2 separate regions of the Sus scrofa genome follow, and region 1 is linked to region 2. The links are chromatin contacts, called in public Hi-C maps. All regions are on one chromosome and are shown on one strand. Each heading gives the region's core, a stretch centred on a gene start, on an enhancer-like site or on the middle of the called end of the contact. The rest is flanking DNA. Distances are from core to core; before and after follow the strand shown.

The links. A called contact is a pair of places that touch in the nucleus more often than the background predicts.
Region 1: a Hi-C map of retroperitoneal adipose tissue shows a contact between it and region 2, with 4 times the contacts expected there. The contact joins the promoter of LHX6 here to the enhancer-like site in region 2. A contact is called at or near these places in 3 of 5 promoter capture datasets (fetal liver, fetal skeletal muscle and liver), 3 of 47 Hi-C or Micro-C datasets (fetal heart ventricle, retroperitoneal adipose tissue and skeletal muscle) and 1 of 2 datasets of contacts at active chromatin or transcription factors (skeletal muscle).

Annotation. Positions count from the first base shown.
Region 1 is chr1:262,320,982-262,324,885 of Sscrofa11.1, reverse strand. It overlaps LHX6 (LIM/homeobox protein Lhx6), which reads left to right and starts at 2,109. Exons shown (of 9, transcript XM_021068376.1): 1 at 2,109-2,656; 2 at 3,809-3,880. The coding sequence starts at 2,204.
Region 2 is chr1:262,222,950-262,226,539 of Sscrofa11.1, reverse strand. No RefSeq gene overlaps it. Among named protein-coding and RNA genes, the nearest start is that of TTLL11, 20 kb to the right of the region's middle. Within about 2 kb of position 1,834, at least 7 of the 83 cell types and tissues checked have an H3K27ac peak or open chromatin away from gene starts, as enhancers often do. A contact at or near this core is called in retroperitoneal adipose tissue, where this site is marked.

The sequences.
Region 1 (3,904 bases), core at 860-3,359, 98 kb before region 2:
CATATGGAGGTTCCCAGGCTAGGGGTTGACTCAGAGCTGTAGCCGCCGGCCTACACCAGAGCCACAGCAACACGGGATCTGAGCCACGTCTGCAACCTACACCACAGCTCAGGGCAATGCCAGATCCTTAACCCACTGAGCAAGGGCAGGGATCGAACCCTCAACCTCATGGTTCCTAGTCAGATTCATTAACCACTGCGCCACGACGGGAATTCCTGGTGTGGAGTTCTTGGCCCTGGCAATAATTAGCCGTGTGGCACCACTTTAGACATTTCACATGTTCTCTCCGAACCTGTTTGTTCATCAGTGAACAGGTGCAGTAAGAGACACTATCTTGGTAGTTCCCGTCGTGGCTCAGTGGTGAACAACTCCAACAAGGAACCATGAGGTTTTGGGTTTGATCCCTGGCCTCGCTCAGTGGGTTAAGGATCTGACATTGCTGTGAGCTGTGGTGTAGGTCGCAGACTTGGCTCGGATCCCCCATTGCTGTGGCTCTGGCGTAGGCTGGCAGCAACAGCTCTGATTCGACCCCTAGCCTGGGAACCTCCACATGCCACGGGTGTGGCCCTAGAAAAGACAAGAAGACAAAAAGAAAAAGAGAGAGAGAGACTCTCTCACGGGGTTATTGTGAAAGGAAAATGAAATCATGATCACAAAGTGCTGAGGCTGCTGTGGATAAAATATCGAGGAGAAGCAGCTGGGTTTAGGATGTACAAAAAAGATATTTGAGGAGATTGATGTCCATAGTCCTGCGAATTTTTGAGGGTGCATATGAACACACCTCACCAGCTTTCATATTGCAGTTATGCTTTTAGTAGAAAAGACCATGGTTTACAGAGAAAGTTTTCACTTTGAGCATCTGTGTCTGAGAGAAACAAATGGCTAGAATGCAGAGGGTGGGAGATGCCATTGGCTTGGGCTATTTCTCTGTACTTTGAGGATGTAGGTGTGAGTCTTTTGTATTACGCTGGTGGGCAGATACCCTAATCTGCCTGGATCTGGTAGGATGTGCCTGTGTGTGTACATGACCATGACTCCTGGGAATCCGGTGTCTGCAGAGGCGAGTACGCTCTTTCAGACTCTAAATGGTTATTTCACCATCTGTAGGGATACACTGTGTATATCTGTGGGTCTCTGAGTAGAGTAGTATGAGGTTTTGCACTGGTTTGCAACTCCCTAGGAATCTGTGCTCTCCTAACTGTGGATACACACATAAGAACAGTTATTCTGGTGGGGGGGGTGTTTACAGTCGTAAATGAGGGCAATTAGGGAGGTGATGGTATGTGCGACTGTGTGGAGGTTAGACGTGTGTTGTCTCTAGAGCCAGATCTAATTCTGTTTTGTTTTTTGTTTTGTAGAAAATGTGTGTATTTGTTTTTAGAAGATGCTATGTATTTATACGTCTCAGCTCTGTGTGCAAAGAAGGGCACTAAGGACATGTGTCCACTTGTGTTTATGTGTTGTATGTGAACTGTGTAAGGCTCTATCTTTGAGTTTGAGGCTTTTGTGTCTGAGGGGCTGGGGGCTGTGTCTCCTATCTAAATGCCTGGGCCTCCCTGCCTTCCCCACCTCTATTGATAAAGCCCTGGAGAAGGTGATAGGTGTTAGACTGGATGGCTCAGCAAATTCTCAAAAGAAGGCGGGTGTCCCAGGCACTCCCTCCCTGGGGAAGTCAAGGAAGCATCCCCCACCCCAGAATTCCCCTTTCCCCACCTGGCCCAATCCCACTGAGAATAGGATATAGCCCAAGTCCTTGGTGTGTGCTCTTTGGTTGTTACGGAGCAGAGGCAGCTGTGCAGGTGTGTGAGAATGTATGAATGCCTTGTGCTCGGTGTAAATGAGGCAAACAGGTAATCATTTGCATCAGGATGTACACAATCGTACCAGGCAAGGAATTGCATTAACAAAGTATAAAGTGTTTTACTTTATATAAGACCTATCTCAGCCCAAGATGTGACCATGGGTCCCTCTGGTATCTGAAAGTGGAGCTGTGCTGGAGGGCTGTGGGTGCCCCTCGAGGGAGGGGCCGTAGTGAGCTGTGTGCAGTGTGTGCCTGCCTGTGCCTTTGTATGTCAGAGTGTCTCTGAGTCTGTCAGCAGCTCTGAATTTCTGTGTGTCTATATGTCTGTGTGTATGTGTCTCTGGGTCGCTGGCTCGCTGTGTGTGTCTCGCTCTCCCTCCGCGGGGAGGGGATTGGTCACGCATGACTCATCTTGAACCGAGCGGGGCTCCAGCGGCAGGGCGGCCGCCACCGCAGCTGGAGGGGGAGGAGGACGAGGAGGAGGGAGAGGAGGAGGAGGACTACGAGGAGCGAGAGGAGGAGGAGAAGGAGGGGGCGGGGGCCTCTCCAAGTTTGTCGGGACCTTCTTCCGAGGCAGCTGCGGCGGCAGCCAGGGAGGCCAGGGCTGCGCGCGGGCCGGGGGCAGGGGCTGGGGCCGGGCCCGGGGCGGCGGGGCCGGCACCTCGGCTCTCCTGCTGCTCCTGCTTCAGCTTTTGCTCCCACTGCGGCCGTGGTCCCCCTCCGCGCGGCTCTTCGTGCTGCGCGCCGGCTGAGCCCGCCGCTCCCCGGCCCATGTACTGGAAGCATGAGAACGCCGCCCCGGCGCTGCCCGAGGGCTGCCGGCTGCCGGCCAAGGGCGGCCCCACCACCGAGCAGGTGAGTGAACGAGAGAGTGGGTGAGCCTCCCGGGCCAGGGGTCGGCAGGGACCGAGACCCAGCCGGGCCCGGCCGGGTGGCGGCGGCCGCAGGGAGGAGGGGTGCGGGGGTGAGCCTGGGAGTATGTGTCTGTGAATGTGTGAGCGCGCGCGAGCGCGGGGCGGGGGGGTGGTCGCGGAAAGCGGGAACACATTATGCAAATGTTGGAGGAATTTCTCAAAAAGCGATTTAGCAAAGACACAGGCGAATCAAGAGGAGGCGAGGCGGGTATTGTCCGTCTGAATAGGCGCTGATAGCGCCGATCCTCCGGGGGTTGTACCGGCGCAACGCTGAGAATCGCGGTGCTGGGCTTGTCCCGGGCGCTCTGAGGGGTTGGAGGGTGCTTTTTCCTCTCCTTGGACGCTTCCGTTTTCTCTTTTGGTCCCGTTTTGCCCCTGATCTAGCCCCCGTTTTGGCTCTGGGTTTCTCTCGGACTGGCCCTCGAAAGGCGCCTGAATCCGCGTCAATATATCTCCGCATCAATTTCGCCCCTCGCGCGGGGCGGACGGGCTCACGCTCTCAGCGCTCTGGGTTTAATTTTCCTCAAAAGCCACCCCCCATCTCTTTTTTATTTTCTTTCTTTCTCTCTTTTCTCCTTTTTGCATTTTGTGTCGAGAGGAGAAGGGAGCGAGGAAGGGGGGTGGGTGGAGGGAGAAAAAATTCGATTTTTAATTACTACCATTAAAAAATCAAATTTGCAATTCTTTGGGCGGCCTGATGGATCTCACTGATTGACAGTTGGAATTGACACTCTGGCTACCTCTTATCTTGGGCATTCACGACAATTTCTAATTGCAGGTAGTTTGTGTGTGTGCGCGTGTTTTTTTTCCCCCTCAGAGGCTTGGATTGCAAGGGAACTAAGCGATTACTTCAAGAGCCACGGGTTAAGTGCAGGGAGAGGGGGAGAGAGAGGGAAAAAATCCAATCCAAATTCAAATTGCTTCATTAGAGAGACACCGCTTTTGTGGGGAAGGGCTTTAAATGCCCACTACAAAGTTAGGACTCATTGTTCCGCGCCGGTTTATATAACAGGCGCGGGGAGGCGCTGGGCTCAGGCTGCGCGGAGCCAGTTCTGCAGCCTCGGCCGCCTGCGTTCCCTCCCCCCTCCCCCAGGTGATGGCCCAGCCAGGGTCCGGCTGCAAAGCGACCACTCGCTGCCTTGAAGGGACCGCGCCGCCCGCCATGGTGAGTTCGTTTGGCCCTACCTTC
Region 2 (3,590 bases), core at 585-3,084:
ATTCATTTCGTGTCTCCTTTGCATCGAGATGAACGGGCGGCCCCGCGCCCTGCAAAGGCAGCGCCAAATTTAGTCCCAGGTTCCGCACTCCTCCGCGCCATTGTCTGCCCCGACCACCTGCCTCCTGCAGGCCTGATTGCCGGCCACGAGGAGCGAGGAGGGAGGCCTAGAAAGTTCGCCCTGCCCCCTCCTCCTTGCACCCCTCTCCTGTCCTCTCCCTGCCTTCCTGTCCCCATTTCTTGCTCTCTCCTTTTTCTCTTCCTGTCTCTATTTCTGTCCGCCTGAATCTCTGCCTCTCTTCTCTCTCCCTTCTCTGCACGTCCAACACACTTTCTTGGACTCTCTCTAGGTCTCTAACGAAGTCTAAGTCTCTAACTGTGCTTCTCTCTGGTCTAGAGCTTGAAGCACATGGACTCTTTTCAGCCCGCCACCCCTCCTGCTTCAGCTGCAGAAATTCCCAGGGTTCCTGCGTCCTTGGGGAGAATAGGGGCAGTGATGTGGGGACCTATCTGTTCTGCAGAGGCCACGGAGGTCTGAGGTGGCCTTGGCTTTGAGGGTGGGGTGGCTTGGCCAGTCCCCCAAACCAGGCTGCTTGGGAGGAAGGTTGCCCCCTTTGCTGCATTTTCTGCCACAGCCCCCCACCCCCACCCACGTGCATCACCTGTGCCCAACCTGGCTAAGCTCTGCTCTCACACTTCAGTGCCTTTGCCCATGCCAGCTGGCTCTGGGCTGACACCCCGGCTTGTTTCTAGGACCCATCCCAAGTATGGTCCTAAGAAGCCTTCCTTCTCCGCCACCCCAGGTGAGGACAGCTCCCTCCCCTGGGCACCCTCATTTCTAGGGCTGTCCTCTGTTACAGCAGTGGGTGGGGTTACTCCTCCATCCTTCTCCAGGAGCCTGATTTCTAAGGCTTGGGGCCAGGGGCTGAGGTCGGGGTGCCCTGGTGCCCAGTGCCAGGCTGACCAGACTTACACTTTCTCTGTAATATGCGGATATTACAAGGTTATCCATCTTTGTAGGTGTTGGTGGGTAGGAGTGGATGTGACGCTGGGAGGGCGTGCCTGGGGGACTCCAAGCCCACATGGGCCCCAAAGACCAGGATTGGCTCCTTCTCACTGGGGTCATTGCCCTAGTGGATGGGTACTGATGCCCAGGTGTGGCCAGTGAGTCTCATGATGAGGGTGATGGTGGCGGGAGCTTTTCAGAAGGTGAGGACTGCATAGGGTGAGGCCATGATCCTCCCTGTCCTTTCCTGGGGCCCCTGGAGTGACAAACACACGTTTCTGGGTGAGAATTGAAAGACAAAGATGTGAACAAAAATAGACAACTGCATACACCAACTGGCCGGGACAAACACCCCATCAGAGATACACAAAGTAACACACACACACTCACATTCAAACTCACACTCACACACTCGCCTTGAAAAACCTTCTGACACAAAGACAGGCTGGTCCCAGGGGCTGTGTATGGGGCAGCACCGCCCTCTGGTGGCTCTTCTGATCATCTCACTGTTTGGCCCAGAACGGCTTCTGGGAGCCACAGCTCTGAGGGGAGACACCCAGACCCAAGGAACTGAGGAAAAATCCCTTAAGTATCCCTGAGAATGGGATTTTGTTCAGTTTTTGTTTTCTGCCCCATATCCATGTAGTCCAGGAGCAGAACTTGCTAATAGGACCTGTCCAGTGATGGTTTGAAAGAGGGAGCTCCCCGTTGTGGGAGGGGTACAAGCTGGGCTGGAGACACCTGTGTGTTGGTGGCCTTATGGCTGCCTTAGTGGCAGAGTGGACAATTTTGGAAGTCATCGCCAGCTTGGGATGGTATGTCCAGCCTTATCACACCCATACCCACTCCAGACACCCTCCAGTTCGGTTATACATTAGCCATTAAACTTTGAGAACTTCTCAGCACCTGGAGGATCAGGGTGTGATTATGGGTGGTGGGAGATGAGGTCACAGGGGGCAGCAAGGCCACATCTTGGGGACCTTCAAGGCCAGTCTTAGGAGCATTGGACTTTATTGGGGTAACAGGGATCTGGGGACAGGCTCAGACAAGGAAGTGATGTGATCAGATGGGCATGTGAAGCCAGCTTATGAGAAGAAACTGGGGGTGGGAGGAGAGCCAGCTGGGAAAAGCAGCGGTGGCCTGGACCAGGTCAGGGGCAACAGTGAGGGCGTTGAGGGGGAGGGTGTGAGAAGGATGCAGATTCCAGAGCTGCTAGGAGATTGAATCAATAGGCTTTGGTGGTGGGCGGGAGTCGGACAAGATGAGATGATGGTAGAGTCACCTGGCAGGGGGTATCAGTGTTGGATGAGGGGTTAAGGGAGAAATGATGAGAATGTTTTGGGTTTGCCGAGCCTGAAAGCCCCGGGGGAACTTGCGGAAGGTATCCAGGAAGCAATTGGCGTCAGGTCTGATGATATCCCCATGAGAGTTGGAAGGTTATTGACAGGCAGTTGAAAGTAGTGAATAGATGAGGTCATCTAGGCAGGGCCCTTAGAAGCTGTAAGCACTTGGAAGACCATGGAGCTCGCCCTACCTCCCTTAGTCAAAAAGAAGGATGCTTTTTATGTAAAGAAAAGTGTGAAATGTGACACTTACACGTATTCTAAAAATTTCATCATCACCAAATGCATGCGTTCATAGAAACAGACATTTTCCTCCCTGTCTTCTGTTTTCGGTGCTGCTGGTGATGGTGCCCCGAGGCCGTCTGCCTACCTGCCTGCCTGCTAGGTGACCCAGCTCCAGGTCCAGGCAAAAGCAGGGCAGTCAGAGGCTCAGGAAACATCGACAGTCAGGAACAGAGGGGACCAAGAAGCCCCCCCCCAAACCTGGACAGTTGGGGAGCTGGAAGGAAAACCAGCGGTGTCTCTTCATTGAGGCCAAGGAGAAAGAATTGAAGAAGGAGGGTGTGGTCATTCAGAGAGGGCAAGGAGCTGACGACTGGGGACATCCCCGACGTGGCAGTGGGGCTGCCAGGTGGGCTCTGATCCAAAGGCTCACTCAGCAACCTGGAGCTGGTCACCCCTCCAGGGGTTCCTATTCAAGGGGGCCAACCTGGGCTGGAGAAACTGGGGTGCCTTTGGACCTTGAGGCTCCTCCATACTGAGAAATTGGTACGGATGGGACCCCAGGGCAGGGGTTGAGGGGAGCTGGCCTGGGAGGGAGGAAGGTAGACCTTTGCGTCTGTCTTGGACCCACTGCAGGGGAATGGCTAGGGGACTGGCTGCAGTCCCTGCTCTGACCACAAGGGGGCAGCATGAGAGTAGGTGGTGCCTTGGCCCAGCTTTCTGCATCTGATTGATTGCATTGATCTTGGGTTCCCCGGGCCTCGGTTTCTTTCCCTGCAAAGTGGGGCAGTTGGAGATTACAATCTCCTGGGACCCATCAGGGATCTCCTTCATTTCATACCCTCCCATCACCCACCTGGACCTCCGGCTTTGCTGAGACCAATGCTGTGACAGAGGTCAAGTGTGACAGCCCCCCCTCCAGATGTCAGCACATGAGTGCATCAAGTCAAAGGTACAGGCACGGAATGTGAGTGGGGACACAGTGTTGGCCTGAGCAAACCTCAAACGCGTGCAAGGTCA